Linked DNA regions of Sus scrofa: regions 2 and 3 are each linked to region 1. Evidence: chromatin contacts called from public targeted proximity ligation data. All regions are on one chromosome and are shown on one strand. The core of a region is the stretch at or near the end of the contact, and the rest is flanking DNA. Distances in the headings are between cores, read along the strand shown. Region 1 has its middle 11 kb from the start of ANO6. Region 2 overlaps ANO6 (anoctamin-6). Region 3 overlaps ANO6 (anoctamin-6).

Region 1 (4,921 bases), core at 1,671-4,170:
TATAGGCCTGTAGTTACAGCTCCGATTCAAACTCTAGCCTGGTAATTTCCATATGCCCCAGGTGCAGTCCTAAAAAGACAAAAAAAAAAAAAAAAAAAAAAAAAAAGGAAAGAAAGGGCCCTTGGAACTTGCTTTACCTCCTGATGAAAGCAAACTCTTTTGTGTATTCTTGATTTATCGAGGTGAAGAAAAACATGTGCCAGCTTCCTATCTGTACCAAGGACTCAGTTGATTTACTCTAGAAAAGAGGTAACTCAGATTGTGGCTGATTTTCCAGTTTCCACTTTGATTCATGGTCGTACCCCAAGATCCATCTTTCTTATGCACAGGAGAAAGAGTAAATGAAATGGGAGTGTGGTCTTTGGGGTGGGTATTAATCTCTTTGATTCTAGGATAACCTGGGTTCTGAGGAAAGAGGTTTCTAATATTGGGGAGGGAGAAACTTGAGATTAGAATTTTTTAAGGGCAATTTAGGCCAGATTACCTGTATAGCCCTGCTTGAAAACAATGAACTAATTCAGGTAATTTTTTATTCACTAAATTTTCAGAGTTACGTATTTTTGTCTTTGTTTTGCCAGAGAAGATTGACAAATGAGCTCTTCTTGAAGATTCTGGAACAAAGTGAATAAAGTGCTTCTTTCCCTGACAGGCTCTGAAGCCCCAACAAAGGGCTGCTTTACTTTCTTGAAATAGCAGAAGGAACATAACAAAAATTAGGATTAGAACTATCCACACTGCTAGATTAGATTAGAACCACCACATGAGGACAGTTAGATTAGTGGTAAGCAGGATGCTTGCTTTCTTTCTTTTTTTTCTAGGGCCTCACATGTAGTATATAGACATTCCCAGATTAGGGGTCAAATCAGATCTGCAGGTGCCAGCCTACACTACTGCCACAGCAACACCAAATTCAAGCTCTGTCTGCGACCTACACCACTGCTCACAGCAACACGGGATCCTTAACCCACTGAGTCGGGCAAGGGATCCAACCCACATCCTCATGGGTAATAGTTGGGTTTGTTACTGCTGAGTCATAACAGGAACTTCCAGGATGCTTTCTTAAAAAAGAGACTTTCCTTCTTGGTTTTTGTTTTGTCTTGTTTTGTTTTTCTTTCTTTTTTTTTTAAATTTATTTTTTAATTTATTTATTTTTTGTCTTTTTGCCTTTTCTAGGGCTGCTCCTGTGGCATATGGAGGTTCCCAGGCTAGGGGGTCTAATCGGAGCTGTAGCCACCGGCCTACACCAGAGCCACAACAACGCAGGATGTGAGCCGCATCTGCAATCTACACCATAGCTCACAGACACACCAGATCCTTAACTGACTGAGCAAGGCCAGGGATTGAACCCACAACCTCATGGTTCCCAGTCGGATTCGTTAACCATTGCGCCATGACGCCTCCTGTTTCGTTTTTCTTAATTGACGTATAGTTGCTATACCATATTACCTAAGTTACAGGTGCACCATATGGTGATTCACAATTTTTAAAGATTATATTCCATTTTTAGTTATTGTACAATATTGGCTATAGTCCCTGTGTTGTACGATATATCCTTGCAGCTTGTTTTCTACCTAATAGTGTGTGCCTCTTATTCCCTTACCCCCATGCTGCCCTTCCTTTTCCTTCTCCCCACTGGTAATCACTAGTTTGGTCTCTATAATGACTCTGCTTCTTTTTTGTTATATTCACTAGTTTGTTGTATTTTTTTAGCTTCTACATATAAATGATATCATACAGTATTTGGCTTTCTCTGACTTATTTCATTTAGTACAATACCCTCCAAGTCCATCCATGTGGCTGCAAGTAGCAAAATTTCATTCTCTTTTATGGCTGAGCAGTATTAATTTGCTGTGTGTGTGTATGTATATATTTGTATGTATATATACCACTTCTTCTTTATCCATTCATCTGTGGATGGACACATTTTCTGTGTTCTTTTTGATGATACCCATTCTGACAAGTGTGATGTTCTACTTTTGTTTTTGTTTTTTGCTTAAGACATTGAATGGAGGCCACAGCTTTGCCAATAGCTGGTTCTCAATTGCTGTACAGGATGGAAACTATCAAATGCCCTAAAGGTTCCCCATGCCCAGTTTAATACTATAGAATCTAGGCATTGCTGGGGGGGGGGCGCAACATGGATTTCTATAGCACAATCTCAAAGTCATTTTGACTTTAAGCCCATTTTTAAAATATATAATACTTGGCTGAGTTAGGTGAGGTATCAGGGGAAAAGAAGACACAAGGGTCTCACACTTAAAAAGATTAGAAATAGTAGCTAGAGCAGGGGGTTAGGGAAACGGACAAACCATATCAAAGCCTGACTCCCCATGGCACTTTGTTTTGCCACCTAGTCTTCATTTTCATTAGCATTTAATCCACAAATAATTTGGTGAGTGAAAGTGGAGTAAAGCCCTTCACTACGGTGGCTACGGCTCCGATTAGACCCCTACCTAGCCTGGGAACCTCCATGTGCCACAGGAGCGGACCTAAAAAGACAAAAAGACAAAAAAAAAAAAAAAAAAAAAAAAAAGAAAAGAAAAGAAATTTTTATAATCAGCAGAAGGAGCATATTTTATGACTGTAGTCAACTAAAAGAAAAATCTAAGCCTTCTTGGCATTGTTTGTCTCATTTACTGAGCCAAATGGCCTGCAAACTCGAAAATATTTACTCTCTGACCTTTTATAGAAAGAGTTTGCCAACCCCTGGTTTACACTGTCCCTTCCCTTGACCTAACTTTTGGAAGATATATTATTCTTCCGAGATGGAGCTGTTTCAGCAGGTAAATAATCTGCACACATGAGCATTTATAAAGAAGTGCTTGCGGTTTGTTTTATTTTTTCTGGCCACACCCACAGCATGTGGAAGTTCCTGGGCCAGGGATCTAGCCCGTGCTGCAGCTGTGAGCTGCAGCTGTGAGCCACAGCTGTGGGGACGCCTGATCCTTAACCCACTGCACCACAAAGGAACTTCCAAGAACCCCTATTTGTGTGTTGATTTTCACTCGTTAGTCTCAGCAATTACACATTTTCACCCCATAGAAATTACCAAGCAAGAAACCACAAAAGATTTCATAAAGTTAGCAGCCAATTCAAAGTGAGTGCTCTACTGGGAGGTTTTTAACACGTGTGAAGCGTCCTTCTGGTTGTGTAGAACAGGGAACAAAACGGTGCCCAAGAATGGAACAGAGTCCAACTCAGCATTACATTTTCCCCCCAAACTGGCCCGGAGGCCCCTCAACTTCTGGAAACAAAGAGCCAAGTCCTGGAGTCTCTGCTGCTGCTTCTTCCAGGCCTCCGGGGAAGTCAGTTCTCACCCACCCTGAACAGCATGCGTGTCACCTCTCCTCTGCTTCCTGCGCTCTCTAGCTTCGATCCCGGTTGGCGATGCCGATGGCTGTTACTCCCTGTGCCGTCCCTGGGCAGTCCTTCCTCACGCGGTTCCTTCTTTGTCTCTCCCTCAAACTGCTTCAGGAACCCCGACAGCTCCTCCTCAGGGATGGGCTCACGGGGCAACTTTGACTGTGGTCTGGGCTGCAGTCTTTGAGACTCTGAGACCTCACACTAGATGCCTACACCTTTCTTTCTGCCTTGGGCTTTTCTTAGGGCAGTAGCTCTATGCAGGCATCTCTTGTGTGAGAAGTACTTTCTCTCTCCTTCAATCCTTAATATAACCTTGATGGGCAGAGTATCCTAGGTTTTAGTTTTTCTCTTTCATCACTTTAAATAGATCATGCCTCTCCCTTCTGGCTTTCAAAATTTCCAGAGGAAAATTAGCTGATAGCGTTATGGGGATTCCCTTGTATATGACTCTTCATGGGTTGTTTGTTGGTTTGTTTGTTTTTGCTTCCTTTAAAATTCTCTCTTTAATATTTGCCGTTTGAATTACAATATTTCTTGGTGTGGGTCTCTTTAGGTTCATCTTTTTTGGGACTTTATATACCTGGAAATCTGTTTCTTTCTTCGGCTTTGGGATGTTTTCAGCCTAATTCTATCAAATACATTTTTGACAACTTTTTCTCTCTCTTCTCTTTCTGAGACCCTATAATGTACACCTGATGTTGTTCTAAAGTGACCTCGTTTTTAATTTTTTTCCATTCTGATTTCGTGATTTCCATTACTCTTTTGAATTGCTTATGAGCACCACTCTGTCGTTAATTCCTTCTAGTGTGTTTTTCATTTCAGTTATTGTAATCTTCAGCTCTGACTGGAATTTTTTAATATTTCTAGTTCCTTGTTAAAATTCTCACTCTGTTCATCTATCTTTTCCTATGTTCAATTAGTGTTCCTATTACTAATGCTTTGAACTCTTTTTCTGCTAAGTTATTTATCTCTGTTTCATTAGGGTTTTTTTTTTTCAGTTTTTTTTTCCTTGCGTTTTTAAATTTGAAACAAATTTCTCTGTATTCTCATTTTTCTTAACTGTCTCTGACAGTTTTTCAGCGTTTGGAAGTCTCTGTACTCTCTAGATTCATTGGAAAGGTACATGAAACCCATGTTAAATGGTTAAAGGGAAGATGAAAAATATTTAGCACGCACCTTTCACCTGTCAGGTTCTGGATCTCCCATGTATTTTCTCAATAGTCTTCACAATAAGGATGTGATATAGACATTATCTTGTTTACATAAGAAGAAGCTGTTATTCAGAGGGGCTAAACATCAAGGACTCTGAACAAATGTATTTCTGAACTGCTGTAATGGAAAGACCAGAAAAGACAGTGACTTGATTAAATTAATGTTTGTGTCTTAATATCCTTAACATGAGCATTCCAGGTTACTGGAGCAGTTTTAATCTGTGAGGTCATTCTGGGACTCAGATTCCCTTTATATTGCTCCTGCCATCTTCTGTATGGCCAGAGTTTGAGCCTGAGGGAAGAGGAAAGAAAATATACAGGGCAAGTAGCTTTCTCTTAAAGGAGAT
Region 2 (4,921 bases), core at 1,636-4,135, 110 kb before region 1:
TCACAGATACTTGGTTGTCACAGCTGGGGAGAGGGTCCTTTGCATCTCATGGGAAGAAGCCAGGGATGTCCCTATGGGGCACAGGACAGCTCCCCCTCTCAAGGGGAAATGCAACCCCAAATGTCAGTGCTGCTGAGGTTGAGACATGCTGAGAGGATGCTCCCTACACACACCTGAAACTATGCACCGCTTGACGGGCTTCTGGGCTGCTGTCCAGTCACTCTCCAGATTTCCCTCCTCCCTCTCTGGTGGGTCTCGCTTTACAGCCATCTACTGGTTCTCCAGCCACTGCTTCTTATTGCTTGGAGATTTAAGCCTTAGTTCTGTTACTTCTCCAACACACTACTCCTGTCGTAAACCTTGGGGATAACCCTATCCACCTACCCATGCATCTGCCCTGCCGCAGCCCCACGTTCCAGTGCTCACACCCCAGACCCAGTCTGTACCAGTTAAAACCCCTCCCTCAGTTCTAAACGCCAGACTCTTCAACGCTACCTCCTCTTTTTCCAGTTTACTCTCTCCAAAACCCCAACCTCCAAAAGTTACTGAGCCCCACTAGGGTCTAAATCTCTTTTCCTTTTTTTTTTTTTTTTTTTTTTTTTTTTGCTTTTAAGGGCTGTGCCCATGGCATGTGGAGGTTCCCAGGCTAGGGGTCCAACTGGAGCTACAGCTGCCACAGCAACGCAGGATCCGAACCCCGTCTGCAACCTACACCACAACTCATGGCAACAATGGATCCTTAACCCACTGAGTGAGGCCAGGGATTGAACCCTCAACCTCATGCTTCCTAGTCAGATTCATTTTCACTAAGCCATGAAGGGAGCTCTAGGTCTAAATCTACTGATCCTCCTGTCTCACTTTCCTTGTGTCTGGGTTCTTCCTGCAAACACCCTGCAACTCTCTTACCCTTCCTTGTCTTGCTATTTTTGTCTTTTTGGTCTTTTTTTTGAAGGGCCACACTGGCAACAGCATATGGAGGTTCCCAGGCTAGGGGCCAAATTGGAGCTGTAGCCACCGGTCTACGCCAGAGCCACAGCAACTCTGGATCTGAGCCATGTCTGCAACCTACACCACAGCTCACGGCAACGCCGGATCCTTAACCCACTGAGCGAGGCCAGGGATCGAACCCTCGTCCTCATGGACCCTAGTCAGGTTCGTTAACCACTGAGCCACGAAACGGGAACTCCCTTGTCTTGCTATTTTTTAAAAAATCTATTTTTCATGTAATTCAGAGCTTGTAAGCTTACAGATTGTAGGCCCTGTAAGATTAAATGAGATTCTAAAATGGGGCCAAAGAGTCATCATTATTAATGAAAAGAAAGTTAATAATGAAACATAAAACACAAAGAAAGGAGAGTTCCTTTCAAGGCTAAGATGGCTGTGTTTTACAGCCCAGGGCAATGGACTTGAATTGTTAAGACCTCTATGCAGTGTAACCCTGTGGCTTCAGGCATATCGCTCAACTCTAAGTCTCAGTTTCCTCATCAATAAAATGTAGATTAGAGCATCCACATCAGAAGGTCACTGTGGAGAATAAATTCAATAACACACATATAAAAGTGACTCAAAGACTCAAGTACTATGTAAAAACTGAATACTTTAAAACATTTTCATTAATAAATTTTGGCATCCTTTACCTTGGTAGGCACCAATTTTTCCTTCTGACTTTTTACCTTGACTATTCCTATCATTCATTCCTTTTTAATAATAACATTTAAACAACAGGAAAAGATACGATTAATTCAGCAAATATTTTTGAATGAGCTCAATGTCCCAAGCACTGTTGGTTTTCAAGGAAAACAAATATGAATCAGAAAACGTTTCCTCACTTTTCTGAATCTGGATGGGTCAATCTCTTACCACGGTTTGTTACCGGCATATAAACTCAGCAACTGTAATATCTTTGGGGTTTTTTTTGGCTACGCCCATGGCATGTGGACATTCTTGGGCCAGGGATTGAGCCCATGCCACAACAATGACCCAAGCTGTTGCAATGACAAGGCCAGTTCCTTAGCCTGCTGCACCACAAGGGAGCTCCTCAATAACTATAATACATAAATGAAAAACTGACCGGGAGAAACCCCCAAACCACTTAAATCAAACTCTGCCTATTCCACACCTGCTCCCCAACGCTGGGCTGCTGGTCTTGAATGGGAAAAGCATGCAACCATCATGCCCACTAACCTCAAGTGGACTCTCAGGGTCGCCAGGCAATCATGTTACGTTACCCAGTCCACTCAGGCGCAGAGGTCTGTCTTCTCTCTCTTCTGATCTCCTCATCGCTTTTCCTTCCTTGATCTTAGCTAATACCTCACTTCCCATTTCCTTGGTAAATGAGAAGCAATCAAGGAAAGACTTCAGCAAGCTCCTACTAGCAAAGCTACTGAACTAATTCCACCTGCGTCCCCACACGCTGGCTTTCCTCCTACTGCTAAGGAGCCGTCTCCCCAGCTTCGGGTGGATGCCAACCTCTCCTCCTGCATGGAGTAGATTCCATCCTCTTCCTGCCCTCTCAAAGACATCATTCCAGAAATTCTTCCTCCTCACTCCTGCATCATCGGAGTTTTTCTCCCAGTTGGATTATTTCCATCACTTTATAAAAAATAATTCCTGCCATCTTAACTACATTTTCTTAAAAACTCTCTTCAATCTAACCTCCTTCCAGATAATATCCCCTTTCTCTATATTCTTGTTCAATATACATTTTAAAAAGTGTTACGTAAATGCCCACATCCAGTTCCTCTTCTCCTGTTCTGTTTTGAATCCTCTCTAATGAGGTTTTGGATGCCAGCCCACAGCTGAGGGCTCTCTTTCCCAGGTCTCTTCGATATTGCTAAATCTAATTTCCCATCCTCATCAGCGGCATTTGGTCACTCCCTCCTGTATACTTTGCTCATTTCGCTTCCCAGACTCTCCTTGTTTTTCTCCACTTCACTGGTTCCTCCTTCTCAGCCTCTTCTGCTGATTCTTCCTTCTTTCTCCCTGACCTACAAACATTCAAACTCCCCAGAGCTCAGGCCAGGATTTCTTGAGTTTCTCTTTCTCACTCTGCCCCCTTGCTGCTCTCTCTCTCCCCCATAGCTTCAAATACTGTCTGTGTGCTGACAAGCCCCAGATCTCTAGCTGGAGCTTTCTCTTTAAGTTGGATCACATATCAGCCTCTCCACTTGCATGTCCCAAACTTGCCGCATCCAGAATAGAATTTCGATTTTTCTCTAAATCGTCTCCCTTCCAACTATTCCTTCCACAGTCTTCCAGGTCAGAAATCTTGGAGGCATCCTTGGCTGCTCTTTCTCAAACACATCGTGTCTGATCTGTCAACCAATCCTTCTGGTTCTACCTTCAAAACATACTGAGGATGTGAACAGGTCTCACTGCTGCTGGAGTTAACACTCAAGACCAAGCCACCGCCACCTCTCACTTGGATTCTTGAAAAGTCCGACAGACCTCCCTGCTTCTGCTCCTGTTCCATCACAGCCTCTTCTCATGATGGCCAACGTTTTCCAGTTAAAATATCAGTGAAGTCAGGTAACGTCTCTCTTCTGCGCAAACCTCCCTAGTTACTCTCCCAAGGGTTATCCTCAAATAACATCCCAACTCATTCAGATTAAAACCAAAGTGTTTACAATCGCCATAGAGTCCCCACTGTCTACTCTCACCACCCTTCATTCTACTCCAGGCACACGGGCCTCCTTCCACTCCCTCTAACATTCCACAAACTCCCACCTCAAGATCTTTGTTTGTGTTCTGCCTTCGGCCTGGAATGCTCCTCGTCTAGATTTCCAAAGAGCCTGCTCCAGCACCCCACTTTCAGGTCTTTCTGCTCGTCACCTGCTCTGTGAGACATGCCCTGTATGCCTTGTTTAAAACCGGAACCAACTCCCTCCGCCACGCTCACGGCTCATCCTTCCTCTCTTCTTCTCTGAAGGACTTACCACCACGTGACCTGTTACGGAGTCTATGTATTTTGTGTTGCATGTCTCTCCCACCAAAATGTTAGCGCCTACCGAAAGGTAAGACCAAAATGTTTTGTCCACTATGTTTAAAATAGGAGACACCAAATAACTATGTGTTGAATGAATTAATATTTTAACTCTTTCTTAAGGCTCACATCTTTTTTCATCTAAAGACGATCGGATGTGAACTTCAGGAAATTAACTGTATTGATTTTTTTATATTTTTTTAAATTTAAAGGATGGTGGATTTACAATGCTGTGCCAATTTCTGCTGTACAGCAAAGTGACCCATTCATACAGATGTATATATCCCCTTTCTTTTACTATCTTTTACCACAGTCTATCCCAAAAGATTGGATGTAGCTCCCCATGCTATGCAGTCGGACCTCATTGCTTATCCCTTCTAAATGTGTCTTCTAGAAAGCAGTATCGTCCCTCAAAAAGGGAACCAGTTACACACAATTCCAAATGGCATAATTACTCTTCGGACCTCTCTCTTTCTGCCTGACCACGATTGCTGAACGAAGGGGACATATTTGCTTCACTTTAATCCTTATCTTCCTGAGTCTATTTTTCTTTTTTAAATCCTGTGGTCTCTCATCATCTTCCCTGGTTTATCCTGTTGTAATAATCCTAATACTCTTTAATCAGCCTAAACTCTTTCTTATTATTTACGCCAAAAACAAACGGAAACATCATCAGCTGGCATGAGACAAGAGGTGGTAAGAATCCTCTTGCCTCTAAAAGGCCCAGAGAGTCATAAAGAAACCTCAGTTCTGGAAAGGCTGGAAAAGAGGGTATTATCATTATTGAGACTTAGACCATGAAATGAAATTCCTTAGCCTTCTCTTTCCTCCCATGTGTTTTCATGTTGACCACAGCCTGGCTTCTACCCAGCTTGCTGCAAGCAAATTCACCAGTGCTAGATCAATGTTCTTCCCTGTACCCCACCCCTCTCTCCATGT
Region 3 (4,921 bases), core at 893-3,392, 75 kb before region 1:
AGCACTGGGACAAAGGGGTACAATGAAGGAGAAACCCAGGATGACACCCAGCTTTCTGACTTTAGGAACTGGGAGGATGGTGGTGCCATTTACCAAAACGGCCAAGCTGGGATGGGGAAAGGCAGACTCAGGAAGTCAGGATAAGGAAGTGAATCAAGAGCTCCTCCTTGGGCGTGACACATTCAAAAGCATCAAGGAGAAGTGCATGGAGTTCCTGCTGTGGCTCAGCAGGTTAAGAACTTGATATAGTGTCTGTGAGGTTGGGGGTTCAATCCCTGGCCTCACTCGGTGGGTTAAGGATCTGCATTGATCCAAGCTGCAGTGTAGGTCGCAGATGCAGCTCAGATCCAGTGTTGCTGTGGCTGTGGTATAGGCCAGCAGCTGCAGCTCCAATTTGACCCCTAGCCTGGGAATTTCCATATGCCTTGGGTGTGGTGGTTAAAAAAAAAAAAAAAAAAAAAAAAGGAGGCAGTGCCATGTGGGGTCTGGAGCTCAGAATAGGTCAGTATTGGACATATCCATACCCTGGGGAATCATCAGGTCACTGATGGCATGTAAAGCCTGGGAATCGATGAGCTTGTGACACAAGAAGCAGGCCTAAGCCACATCCTGAAGAATTCTCCACATTCAGGGTCCCCAGAGAAAGCAATGTCAGCAAAGGGTGAAGGAATGGCTAGCAGGGAAGGTGGAGGCCAAGGTAGGAGGGAGTTTCCAGAATAGAATGGAGAGCTGTGCTTCAAGCTACTCAGAGATCTCGTAAGACAGGATAGGAATGTATCTTTTGGAAGCCGCAGCATATAGATCTTCGGTGACCCTGAGAAACTGCGAAAGCATGATGGGAAAAGATACCAGACTATCCAAGTGAAGAGCGAGTGATTAATGGTGAGCTACAGTGAGTCCAGACAACATTTTAGAAATTCTGCCTTAAAATGGGACAGAGATAAGGGGGCAAGAGAAGGAGAGGAATATTAGGGTCTAGGAAGGTGTTTGGCTCTTTAATTTTCAATATAGGGGTACCAGGGCATTAATTCCCTTATTCTTTCACTCATTCAGAAAATACATACTGATCACCAGAACAAGGTCATTTTAGGGAGCTTAAGATCTGCTGGGGGACAGAGGCAATAACCAAAGGCCCATGTACTAAATTCAGGTGGAGAGAAATACTCCGAAAAGAAATAAAGTTGGTTAAAGGGATAAGGAGTATCAGTGATATTTTAGACAAGTCAGGGTGCCAGCTGGGAAGGGGTGGCATTTGGGGGGAACTGAGCGAAGTGCAGGAGCAGGAATCCCAGACGGGAAGCGGGGGATGGGTGAGAGGAGGTAGAGAGGAGGATGAGTGCTTCAGGCGGGGGTGGGGGGGTGCAGAGACAGGCTGGAAGAGATGGGCACAGAGAGGTGGCAGGGGCCTTCAGTAGAGCAGGGCCGAGAGTTTGAACTGTACACTGTTTTCAGGGAATCCACTTCAGGTCCTACAAAAGCCCAACACAGAAGGTGCACTGTGGCTGTGGTATAGACTCGGCCCACGAGGTAATACAAGTGCAGGTGGTGGAGTGGGCGTGTGAAATGAGGACCACTTGAATTGGGGATGGATGCTAATGGCTCGAATTGGAGGTGGGAGAGAAAAGCAGGGATCAAGGATGACTCAGGGTCACGGCTGAGCCACTGGGTAGGAGTCGCTGCTGAGATGAGAAACAATGGAAGAAGGGCAGAGCTAGAAAACCAATCAAGAGTTGGGTTTTGGATGAGTTCAGTCTGAAACGCCTATTAGGCAAATAGAGAGGTAAAATAGACAGCTGGAAAGCCAGGGAGAGATGAGGACTGGAGATACACATGTGAACTCATCAGCATATAGATTTAAGGGATTTATGGCCCAGGAAATGAAGGGGGTCACCTAGGAAATGCGTGGAGATGAGAAGAGGTCTGAGAACAAAGCCCTCAGCCCTCCAAAGTGTAGAGGTCAGGCCTGGGGAGAGAAGGATCCAGTGGGGGGGTGGGGGGGGGAGCTGTGAGCAGAATCAAGATGGAGGAGCACCATAGAAGCCAAGTCAAGAAAGAATTTCAGGAAGGAGGGAGTGGTTGATGGTATCCAGGGCGGCTGAGATAAGCTCGAGCTCCAGGAGAAAGTGCCAAGGGCTTCTGTGACTCATGATGAATGAACAATGCTCCGAGAGAACATTCCTTCCCCAGAAGTGTACTCAGACGACTAGTTATCTGGAATAGAAACCCTCAGTTCAGTTAGAACACCAAGGCTCTGTTTCCAAGAATGCCGTTATCACAGGGCAAGCCCTCCTTCAGGATTCTCCCCAGCCAGCCAACCAGGAGGTCCCTGTGCCTGTGAAAGGGAAACAGCTCTAACGGGTAGGCCTGCAAAACTGGGAAGCACACCAGTGCTCAGAGCAAAGAGAATCAGACAGGATAGGGCAGGACACAACTCTTTGACAGGTTTCTGCATCTTCCTAGCTCACAGCCTGTTAGGAGGAAAATGAATAAAATCATTCTTTCCATCTCATATACTCACTAGAACTGTAGAACAGCTGCAGTTTTTACAATTTTTAATTGATTGTTCCTAACCCCCTTTCCCCCCACTCTTCTTTGTTCATGTTGCAGCCCCCCCCCTTTTTTTGGCTGCCCCAGTAGCATGCAGAAGTTCCCGAGCTGGGGGTCACCATAGCAGTGACAGTGCCGGATCCTTCACCCAATGAGCCACCAGGAAAGTCCAGCCACTGACATCTAAAATCAGGTTTTTGGGGGAGGGAGTGGGAGGGATCGGGAGCTTGGGCTTATCAGACACCACTTAGAATAGATTCACAAGGAGATCCTGCTGAATAGCATTGAGAACTATGTCTAGATACTCATGTTGCAACAGAAGAAAGGGTGGGGGAAAAAATGTAATTGTAATGTATACATGTAAGGATAACCTGACCCCCTTGCTGTACAGTGGGAAAATAAAAAAAATTATAAAAAACAAAAAAAACAATACAAAAAAAAATAAATATACTTTTACGTAAAATAAATAAATAAATAAATAAATAAATAAATCAGATTTATTGAGGTTTAATCTTTTTTTTTTTTTTGGCCTCACTGGCAGCATATGGAAGTTCCTGGGCCAACGATCAAATCCAAGCCACAGCTTCGACCTACACAGCAGATCCTTAATCCATGGCACCCCAGGGAATTCCAAGGTGTAACTGAATACGGTAAAAAGAGACCATTTCTAAGTTGGATGCTTTCTGACCAACACATAGGATCCGGTATCTCCATCACAATGAACACGTAGACCACTTCCATCACCCTAAAACGTTTTTCCCTGCCCCTCTGCAGGCAATCCCCTCTACTCTTCTAGCCCCCAGCAAGCAAATCTACAATTTTGCTTTTTCAGAATGCCGTAAAAATGGAATCAAAAAGTCGGCAGCCTTTTGTGTCTGGCTTTTGCACTCAGCACCATGCTTTTGAGACACAGCCATGTTGTTGCCCCATCAGTAGCTTGTTCTTTGCTGCTGAATAGTACTCCACGGTAGGGACGTGCCACAGTTTATCCATTTTGGGCATTTGAACTGTTTCTAGGTTTTAGGTATTATGAATAAAACGTCTATGAACTTTGGCTAAAATGTCCCATGTGGACACAGGGTTTCATTTCTTTTGGACCTAGAAGTGAGATCACTGGGCCATGCAGCACATAGCTTTTGTCCACAGCGAATAGCTAAACACTTCCTGAGCACTGACTTCGCATTGCACCAAGTTCTAAGCTCTTAAGAGGCCGCCTAATATTACGTAGTTCTTGAAATAGCAATCCAGTTCTTGCTGTTCTTATCTTAGGAGGAAACTAAGGCACAAAGACGGCAGGTGACTTGCCCACCATCACACAGCTAGTGGGTAGCAGAGCCAGGATGCTCAAACTCGGGAACGGAGCAGCAAAGCCACACAAACATTTTGCTTGTCTCCCTCAAGTCAAATACATGATGTGTTAAGAGGGCTCACACAATTGTACCTGAAACTGCACAATTTTGGTCAATTCTTTTGACCAAAAATAGCCACCGCTGACTATTCCTTTCCTCCTTTTTAAATCATGACAACAAATAACCTGGAACTCTCTGGGGGGTCACTGCAATAACAACACGTCATGTTAAAGTCAGAACTTTATAGAATATTGTGGTGGAATGTTTTTAACTGTGTCATCGATGCTTATAAATGTTAACTCATTGGTGTTTAATAACAACCCTAGGGGAAGCTAAATTCAGCACTCTTTCACTAGCACAGAAAATACTCATAGTTAATAACGAGGCTCTTCTGGAGGCTTCTGCACTCTCATGACATAAGAAGTCAGGTTTGGTGGAAAAGACAAGGACCCTGGGGTCAGATGGACTTGGATTCAAATTCTGGCTCTGCTTCCTAGTGGACAGATATGTATAGACATCCTCACACGCAAAAATCAGTGTGAAGAAATTCTAATTTGCAAGCTAGTCATAGAGATTCAACAGCACAAAATGGGTGAAAACACGCAATGTATGTCTTACGTATTTAATAAACCTTTCCTTTCTCTCTCTTCCAGAATGTACTCCTGAGCCTTTGAAATTAGTGAGCCAGACATTGGTTACTTAGCAAAAACCTGTATTGGTTTAATTTCTCATCCAAAGAGCAGCAAAGGAGAGACTGAAGGGAGGTAGTTCTTTAAAACGTTTTATCTTAAAAAAAAAAAAAAAAAAAAGCCTTGAAAATTTTGCAATTTATTCCATGATAAAGTCAAAATTATTTTTGATAGAAAAGTGGTCTACATTTACTTCCAGCTAAGTTGAAACTTAACTTTCTTTGGAAATTTTTTAAGCTACTTGATGAAGGAAGATTTCCCCTGATAAACAGTGGCTTCACCGGTGCACTGACTCCCAATTACTAAGACCTCAAAATGTTGGATAAGCAATGAGGT

The links.
Region 2: a contact with region 1 is called in a targeted proximity ligation map of alveolar macrophages.
Region 3: a targeted proximity ligation map of alveolar macrophages shows a contact between it and region 1.

The regions. Positions count from the first base shown.
Region 1 is chr5:76,098,535-76,103,455 of Sscrofa11.1, reverse strand. No RefSeq gene overlaps it. Among named protein-coding and RNA genes, the nearest start is that of ANO6, 11 kb to the left of the region's middle.
Region 2 is chr5:76,210,520-76,215,440 of Sscrofa11.1, reverse strand. All of the region lies in intron 3 of ANO6 (anoctamin-6), which reads right to left. Among named protein-coding and RNA genes, the nearest start is that of ANO6, 100 kb to the right of the region's middle.
Region 3 is chr5:76,172,927-76,177,847 of Sscrofa11.1, reverse strand. The region is part of intron 2 of ANO6 (anoctamin-6); the gene reads right to left. Among named protein-coding and RNA genes, the nearest start is that of ANO6, 63 kb to the right of the region's middle.